2 separate regions of the Rattus norvegicus genome follow, and region 1 is linked to region 2. Evidence: chromatin contacts called from public Hi-C data. All regions are on one chromosome and are shown on one strand. The core of a region is the stretch at or near the end of the contact, and the rest is flanking DNA. Distances in the headings are between cores, read along the strand shown.

Region 1 (4,679 bases), core at 957-3,456, 360 kb after region 2:
TAGGCTGTCCTCACTCAAAATCACTGTACAGGTGAAGATGGCTTTGAACCTCTGATTTTCTTGCTTCCATACCCCAAGTTCCAGCATTGCAGGTATGTGCATTGGTGTCCCAATTATGTTGTGTGTGGAAGCATGCTAGGTTACAGCCTCTGCCTCACAAAATCATGTGGACAATTGTTCTAAACCAATAAAAAACCTTCTAAAAAACACTTAAAGAACTTTCTTTAAGCATTTGATTGGTTTTAGAAGATCTAAAAGAGGAGCTGGAGAGATGGCTCAGCAGTTAAAAGCACTGACTGCTCTTCCACAGGTCCTGAGTTCAATTCCCAGTAACTACATGTTGGCTCACAACCATTTGTAATGGGAGCCGACGCCCTCTTCTGGTGTGCATGTGTACTCATAAAATAAATAAACCTTTAAAAAGAAAACATTGTTTAAAAAAAAAGAAGAAGGTCTAAAAGAAATGGCCTTAGGTGACCCTTGTGAATGGAATAATATGCATTCCCTTTTATTAAGCATGCGGTGTGTGCCAGGTGTTATCTTGCTGAATCCTTAAGTGGGGCCATAATTACTCTAATTTTATGGTAGAGGGAACTTAACCTTTAGATGGTTAAGCCTTTTATGCAAATGTATCTAGTTCTAAATGCAAACATTAGCCCGGCTACATTTGATGGTTGGAAAAGTCTTAGAGTTTTGGAGGTGCAGCTTAGAATTACCTTGGAACTCTTCCTTTCCTGTGATACCAAATGAAGACTGTATGTACCACTGCTTATTAGAAAAGCAACTCTCAAAAGGTTTAGGCAGGTAAGAAGAGTTTCAGTACCCGTTCTACCTCAGGAATAGAGGAGAGTTTTGGGCCAGTGCTAGAGGATGCTCCCGCCATGGAGCCCTGCTATGAACTTCCAGCTCGTCCAGTACCTCTGGCTCCAACATTTATCTGGCAAGAATCTTGTTTTCCTTCCAGCATAGCTGGGCTGGAGTTCTGTGATAGTATTTGACTTAAGCAAGTTTCCACACGAGCCTCTGTTCTTGTGTTGGAACAAAGCGATAGTGGGAGAGGCCCAGCCTGGAAGGAGTCAGGCAGAGACTGATGCCTTGTGTCTTGTTAAACACCATTCCCCTCCAGGTGTGTACTTTTCTCCAACAGTCAAACTCTCAACACAAGTCTGGACTTCCCTCTCCCCACTAATGCAAATATTGTCAATGGAAGGAAAAGAAAAAAAAGAGTTGATAGTCGTGATTTGAAAACCTCTGCTTTTAGGTGGAAGATCAAGAGCCTTCCACTTTGCCAAACATTATTTGAATTTTGTAGAACAAACACTGGAGTTTAAGTTACATCCCACATTCAATATTTGGCAAAGGTGATTTCTCCCACTTGACGTACTTGTTAATTGCTTTGAGATGAAGTGAGAGACACAATCAAAGTATTTTAAGAGTTCACCTCTTTTTTTTTTAAACTAGTAAAGAGACAGGTCTAAGGAAGTAAGGTGGTTGCTTCAGAGTCATGTAACTTGAATTGTAGTGATTCAACGATATTGATTGTAATTCTGCTTTTGTTCATATTAGTATCCAACAAACTGAGCTGTTTGTTTTGGATCAGCTTGCAAATACAACTTAAGAATTGAGCCACTAATAACAAATAGTGTTACTAAATATTTGGACTCAGCGTACTAGTGACTGTCACAATGAGATTGATGGTGTAAACTCTGTAGTGTCCTGGGTTTGCATCTCAGCTGCACCACCTCTTTACAAAAAGGATATCCTTGAGAGACTGTCCATGGAGTACGGTTAGTAAATCCTGAATATATATCAGACAAAATTAGTGTTACATGGAGACTCTGAGAAATTTCAGGCTTGGTTCTACAACTAACTAGCCTCCTACTGTTTTGTGTCTCAGTTTACTTACGTGTGAGAAAACATTCTTATGGTTTTGCCATTCAAAATCATATGAGGTTATTTATGTGCTGTACACAGGAGACACTCATTTAACATTTCATAAAGAGCGAATATTTATGGAGTGTTGACCATGCCAGCCACAATAAGTTTACTGTTTTCAAGAAGTTAACAGCATGTGTGAGAGACATAAAATTAAAAACAAGCAGTTACTATAAAAGTTAATTGTTAAGATGGTTGAGTACAGGGTACTGTGTGAGCACAAAGCAGGGGTAATTCACATGGTTTTTTAGAGTGTGAAGATTAAAAGAACACTTCTTAGCAGTGATGATTAGGCTAAAACACAGAGGATGGGTAAGCATTAACCAGGAAAAGAAGACAGAGAAAAGTGTTCTACGAAGGGAAAATAGACTTGGAAGTTCAGGTGTCAGGAGAGCCAGATAATAAAGCAGTTCTGCTCCATTTATTCTATTTAGAGGTAAATTCTCTTGGAAGGCTTTTTATTTTTGATTCAGTAGTAATGGCACTGTGCATGTTCACACTGTATGATATGTGACAGAAGAAGAAGAAGAAGAAGAAGAAGAAGAAGAAGAAGAAGAAGAAGAAGAAGAAGAAGAAGAAGAAGAAGAAGAAGAAGAAGAAGGAGAAGAAGAAGAAGAAGAAGAAGAAGAAGAAGAAGAAGAAGAAGAAGAAGAAGAAGAAGAGGAAGAAGAAGAAGAGGAAGAAGAAGAGGAAGAAGAAGAAGAAGCATCTGTGAAAATTACTCACAGAAGAATGGGAAAACATTGGGATTGGGTTGTGGAGCCTGGCTTGTAAGCTTGTGGAATTAGCCTACTTTCCAATCTCTCTTGGGAATGCTAAATGCCCTCATCTAGACTCTTCAAAAAGACTGAGGCAGCTTGGATTTTGTTTCTAGGTGACGTCTGTTCTGGTAGTTTGGAAGCTGTTCCCTGTTCTATTTATACATTCAAAGTCAAAACAATGAGGTGAAACCATTGCCTCTTCTACAGTTGTTGTCAGGTGAGTTGCAATCTCAGAATTATCATGATGTTCAAAACCTAATGGGTGTCATCCACTCATGCTGGCACTGGCCTGTAATTCCAGCTCCAGACAGAGGTTGAGGCAAGAGGATTCCTGTGAGTCTGAAGCCAGTATTAGTTACAAAACGAGATTCTATTTTGGAAAGCAAAACAAAGCAAAACTAACAAAATATGCATGCATCTTGAGTAATGATGAAACACTGCTAAGGGGTGGTGTGTGTGTGTGTGTGTGTGTGTGTGTGTGTGTGTGTGTGTGTGTGTGTGTGTGTGTGGTTGCAAAGGAGCAGAATTGGGTGAACAAGTCACTGTCCATTGTCAGACCAAACATCTTGAGACCCTTTTTTCTTTACCTTTAAGGTGTTTATTAAGCTAATACGGAGGCCAGTCAGATGAAGGTTAGCTTTTGTCGCTAGTGATAACCTTCTACAGTTAGGATAGGAGAGATTGGATGGGAGCTAGATGAGGGTTAGGGGTTCAAGAGAGAAATAGGCTAGAGAGGACTCCTTTGCAGATAGATTTTTCCATAAAGATTGCAATCTTATGCAGCTAGCTCTGCCCTGGTTTCCAGGAAAACACAATGCCCCAGGGAGATGAGTGAACACAGACAAGCTTTTCATCTTGAATAAATATTTCATATAACTGACGCTCAACTGAATTGTCTTTCTGATGATGATGGCTTTCAACTTTACACAAATGTACATATCTTCTTATTGAAAGCTGTTAAATATAATGTTTCTTTAGACTGAGGTCTATGTTAATATTATCAGACTTAACCAAAAGAACTGTAGTGATGTGATGAATTTCATAAGGTTATTATTGAATGGCTTAAAATCTCCACTTGTAGTTTTAAAAGATAAAACTTAGTGTATATTTCTCATTCTCTGATTTCCAAAGGATGTTTATCTTTCTAGTTCCATTGTACTCTCATAGCATCCTGTGCATCATGGCAGCCCTCTCCCTGTGAAGGAAATGCTGAGACGAAGTGAAAAGTACAAGAAGTACAAGAGATTTATTGAGGGAAATGCCTGCTAAAGATAAAGAGTACACACACACACACACACACACACACACACACACACACACATCATTATTTCTTTGGAATTTATTATATAAATAATATATATAAATGATATATAGTATATATTATTTCTTTGAGAATTGTATACATATATTTTGATCAAACTCTTCCTCTTAATTGCTTTCAGATCCACTCCCAAGTTTGCATACATTTTTTTTAATTTAAAATATATCCTAGACTCTAATTTGCGCTGTTCATATAATCCTGTGAGGGGACCATCATGTACTGAAAGGTAGTAAACTGTCAGGGGATACATCTTTAAAGATAACTAATCTTCTCCCTCTAGAAGCCATCAACTGTATGCAGCTAAGAGAAAGATGTATTAAAAATGTCATCAGTAGAGGGGTGGTGGTGGCTTATACCTTTAATCCAAGTACTTGGGAGGCAAAGGCAGACAGATTTCTGTGAGTTAGCCACTAGCCTGGTGTACAGAGCGAGTTCCAGGACAGCCAGGGGTACACAGAAAAACCCTGTCCCAAACCTCCCCTCCCTTCTAAAAAGAGCCATCAACATTACTACTCATCAGAGAAAGGCAACTAAAATCGTAATAAAAATACTACTTTATACCTTTTAGGTTGGCCTCTCTCAAAAAGATGAGATTTGGGTTGAAGCAATGCTCAGTCAGAAAGCATGAGGCCCCAAGTTCAATCCACAGACCCTGCAGAAGA
Region 2 (4,793 bases), core at 1,012-3,511:
TTAGTGTTTCTCCTTCTGTCCCCTTTACCTTTAAAAAAAATTGCAGGTTATCATTTGAAAGAGCATGTTTAAGCATCGCCGATGTGAAAGCACTATGAGGAATGAATCTGTGCCGTCTAGATATGGCTCCTTTATCATTACTGTTCTACTACATGGATGGAGTCCTGTTCTGTAGGGTCTCACTTTTTAAGATCATCTTCCTGTTGTAAAAGTTTAAGGCATTTTGCTCAAGTACTTTGTTTACAATTAAAATGAATAGAACTTAATAGAAGATAAGGTTATGGCTTACTGGAAAGCATCAGCATGACTTGGTATAGACTTAAAAGAGTACATGTGATTATACTGTGGAATGATTATTGATATATAAGGACTCTAGTAATTGTACCTCCTGAATAAATGTCCGTTTGCGCATTTTCTAACTTACAGTCCATTGTCTGTTCTGGCAACAATCTCGCTTTGTAGTTTTACTCTCCAAAATTCATGAGTAGTGTTTCTTCAAAGGTTGTTGAAGTAATAATAGTTACATAATGGGGGAAAGTCATTTGATTATTAATTTTCAAGAAGTTTTAAACTAATTTGTAACTGGACGTGGTTTTTAAAAATATTGGCAAAGATTTGATACACTTGTACTCTTTTTAGTTTGAGAAAATTATTTGGAATGTGAAACAGTGCTTTTTCAATAGATGAATCATTTAGCAATTAAATTCTGACTCTAAGGCTTATTTAAAATATATTTGTATGAGTCGTGTTTGTCCTTTGCATTTGACAAAATTGATACAATTACAAGTTGAACGCTGTATGTAAAATAACCGTTACATAAAGTAAAAAGCAAACTCCGTGGTGGTTCCTGAAATGAGACTTCAGATTTCTGTATTTTGTTTGCCTTTCATAAACTATAACTAAACCAAACTTTGTCTTCTGTTATTTCAAGAGGCAATGTGACATGCTTGATGGCAGAGACTATGCCCTCTCTTCACTTTTTAAAGAATTTTTCACGTATATGAGTTCACTGTAGCTGTCTTCAGACACACCAGAAGAGGGCATCAGATTCCATTACAGATGGTTGTGAGCCACCATGTGGTTGCTGGGAATTGAACTCAGGACCCCTAGAAGAGTAGTCCGTGCTCTTAACCTCTGAGCCATCTCTCTAGCCCCCAGCTGCCCTCTTTAAATCCTTGTTGCCATCCTTACTGTGAGCCTCTCTGTCCTGGTAGAATGCCCTGTAGAGCTTTCCATCTGTCATCTGCAGTCAGTGCCCGTGCTGTCTCTGAAGCTTTTTAGGCTGCCCGCAATTACTGGCTGGGTAGTCCCCACACACTAAGTAGCTGTAGGACCCTACTAGCAAAAAGTAGTTAGGGGACAAGAGGGTTCATTAAGGAAAGACAAATGCCACCAGCTTGACGACCTGACCTCAAGGCCCTGGGCTTGAAAGGCACAGCCTCTCTTGCAGGTTGTACTATGACCGTTATGTATGGACAAACACATACAAGATGAAGCTTTTAAAGTAAACTGGCAACTTTTAAAATTAGTGCCAGTTTTGAGGAGTGAGGCCATGCTCAGAATAAAATTCGTTGGAAAAGTTCTAGTACTTGCTAAGTGAAAAGGCAGTGTCAGTAGACCCACAGCAGAGGCAAAGATGAGAGTGTGCACAGCCACCGTTGAGCATGCAGAAACAGCCGGCCACCATCTTAACATTTGTTCATCCAGCCAGCTCATAATAGTTTGTGCAGTATACTTTTACTAAACGAATTCTGGCATTACCAGAATCCAACACTGAAACAGAACTCGGTGCGACTTCTTCCATGTGCAATAAAGATCCCAGTAGAAGTCTTGTAAGAGGATGAAGTCCTGACAGTTGAGTTAGGGCCTTGCTGATCCCTGTTCTCTGTGGTGGAGATTACCTTTGGCACTTGCCACAGTGTAACAGAGCTTGTTCTCCGAGTGCCTATCCAGGCCCATCTGTTCCACAGGGCATAGCTTTCCTTGTTTTAGTCTATTGTTGGCATAGCTTAATTGTGGTCAGTCACAGGGTTAGACTTGGCTTTAGTTTGAAGGAAGGCCCTGCATTTGCAGCAGCTCTTTCTCTAGCTGGAATGATGAGTTTGCCCTTGGCTAGAGGTGTGTTGGTTATGCAGGTCCCCCGAGATCCATCTGCCTGTTGAAAAGCATCGCTTCGACTGGAGCGCCTCAGCCTCCTCAGGTCTCTGTTACACTGAGAGCAAAGTCTAAAGGGCCCTGCATAATCCAGGGCTGCAGTCCCCCCACTGTTACTACACTCCACATTTTGGGCTGAGTTGTTTGTTCTGAAGTAAGGCCTCATTTTGTAGCCTAGGCTGACCTTTGGTTCATTGCCTGTCTGGAATTCACATTTCTGTTAAATCATAGGCGGGTGTGTGTGTGCCCGTGTGTGTGTGTGTGTGTGTGTGTGTGTGTGTGTGTGTGTGTGTGTGTGTGTAAAGCTTGAAAAGGAAATGGCCTTCAAAATCAGCCAGGCTTCTGTGGACCACCGCCCTCATCATACAGGGATAAGGGCCTGTTCTTTCAGACTTGCCAGTCAGATCCTCACTCCCTGGGCTCCCTGCACAAGGAAAACAGAGGCCACCACTAAGGTAGAGTTCAAATCTAGCAGCTAGGTAAAGGAGCACAGAAATGGTTCTGTTTGTTTTAGTAAAAAGTAGAGAATCTAGAGACAAAACAGACTCTCTGCAGAGTTCACTGAACTTTGCACATACCATTCAGATATTCTAGCTCTGAGCTGAGTCTCCAGTAAAATAGAGTGTCAAGCTAAAACAAATATTTCCTTTGAATCTGATGAGGATAAGGAGGCAGTAGCACATTTTCTTTTTCTGATTGCTTCTTGTTTGTGAAATTGAGATCTTACAGTAGACTGGGAATAATACCCACACACATGTGTAATTTTGTATGCAATTGAAAATAGAGACATTTGCTGGGAGGGGTGTTACTTTTTTTTAAAAAAAGTCCCATCATTTAAACATCAGGGCCCCTCATTCTTTTTTTTTTTTTTTTCATTTTTTTTTTTTATTAACTTGAGTATTTCTTATATACATTTCGAGTGTTATTCCCGTTCCCGGTTTCCGGGCAAACATCCCCCTCCCCCCTCCCATTCCTTATGGGTGTTCCCCTCCCAACCCTCCCCCCATTGCCGCCCTCCCCCCATAGACTAGTTCACTGGGGGTTCAGTCTTAGCAGGACCCAGGGCTTCCCCTTCCACTGGTGCTCTTACTAGGATATTCATTGCTACCTATGGGGTCAGAGTCCAGGGTCAGTCCATGTATGGTCTTTAGGTAGTGGCTTAGTCCCTGGAAGCTCTGGTTGCTTGGTATTGTTGTACTTTTGGGGTCTCGAGCCCCTTCAAGCTCTTCCAGTTCATTCTCTGATTCCTTCAATAGAGGACCTATTCTCAGTTCAGTGGTTTGCTGCTGGCATTCGCCTCTGTATTTGCTGTATTCTGGCTGTGTCTCTCAGGAGCGATCTACATCCGGCTCCTGTCGGTCTGCACTTCTTTGCTTCATCCATCTTGTCTAATTGGGTGGCTATATATGTATGGGCCACATGTGGGGCAGGCTCTGAATGGGTATTCCTTAAGTCTCTGTTTTAATCTTTGCCTCTCCCTTCCCTGCCAAGGGTATTCTTTTTCCTCATTTAAAGAAGGAGTGAAGCATTCACATTTTGATCATCCGTCTTGAGTTTCGTTTGTTCTAGGGATCTAGGGTAATTCAAGCATTTGGGCTAATAGCCACTTATCAATGAGTGCATACCATGTATGTCTTTCTGTGATTGGGTTAGCTCACTCAGGATGATATTTTCCAGTTCCAACCATTTGCCTACGAATTTCATAAAGTCGTTGTTTTTGATAGCTGAGTAATATTCCATTGTGTAGATGTACCACATTTTCTGTATCCATTCCTATGTTGAAGGGCATCTGGGTTCTTTCCATTTTCTGGCTATTATAAATAAGGCTGCGATGAACATAGTGGAGCACGTGTCTCTTTTATATGTTGAGGCATCTTTTGGGTATATGCCCAAGAGAGGTATAGCTGGATCCTCAGGCAGTTCAATGTCCAATTTTCTGAGGAACCTCCAGACTGATTTCCAGAATGGTTTTACCAGTCTGCAATCCCACCAACAATGGAGGAGTGTTCCTCTTTCTCCACATCCTCGCCAGCATCTGCTGTCACCTGAGTTTTTGATCTTAGCCATTCTCACTGGTGTGAGGTGAAATCTCAGGGTTGTTTTGATTTGCATTTCCCTTATGACTAAAGATGTTGAACATTTCTTTAGGTGTTTCTCAGCCATTCGGCATTCCTCAGCTGTGAATTCTTTGTTTAGCTCTGAACCCCATTTTTTAATAGGGTTATTTGTTTCCCTGCGGTCTAATTTCTTGAGTTCTTTGTATATTTTGGATATGAGGCCTCTATCTGTTGTAGGATTGGTAAAGATCTTTTCCCAATCTGTTGGTTGCCGTTTTGTCCTAACCACAGTGTCCTTTGCCTTACAGAAGCTTTGCAGTTTTATGAGATCCCATTTGTCGATTCTTGATCTTAGAGCATAAGCCATTGGTGTTTTGTTCAGGAAATTTTTTCCAGTACCCATGTGTTCCAGATGCTTCCCTAGTTTTTCTTCTATTAGTTTGAGTGTGTCTGGTTTGATGTGGAGGTCCTTGATCCACTTGGACTTAAGCTTTGTACAGGGTGATAAGCATGGATCGATCTGCATTCTTCTACATGTTGCTCTCCAGTTGAACCAGCACCATTTGCTGAAAATGCTATCTT

What was found. A called contact is a pair of places that touch in the nucleus more often than the background predicts.
Region 1: a contact with region 2 is called in a Hi-C map of kidney, with 9 times the contacts expected there. The contact joins two enhancer-like sites. A contact is called at or near these places in 11 of 12 Hi-C or Micro-C datasets (the A7r5 cell line, the Rat2 cell line, Schwann cells and 7 more) and 1 of 1 datasets of contacts at active chromatin or transcription factors (oligodendrocytes).

Annotation. Positions count from the first base shown.
Region 1 is chr3:117,234,210-117,238,888 of GRCr8, forward strand. No RefSeq gene overlaps it. Among named protein-coding and RNA genes, the nearest start is that of Bbox1, 81 kb to the right of the region's middle. Within about 2 kb of position 2,207, at least 2 of the 93 cell types and tissues checked have an H3K27ac peak or open chromatin away from gene starts, as enhancers often do. A contact at or near this core is called in kidney, where this site is marked.
Region 2 is chr3:116,871,455-116,876,247 of GRCr8, forward strand. Lin7c (lin-7 homolog C, crumbs cell polarity complex component) reads left to right here. Exons shown (of 5, transcript NM_021851.2): 5 at 1-909. Among named protein-coding and RNA genes, the nearest start is that of Lin7c, 12 kb to the left of the region's middle. Within about 2 kb of position 2,262, at least 3 of the 93 cell types and tissues checked have an H3K27ac peak or open chromatin away from gene starts, as enhancers often do. A contact at or near this core is called in kidney, where this site is marked.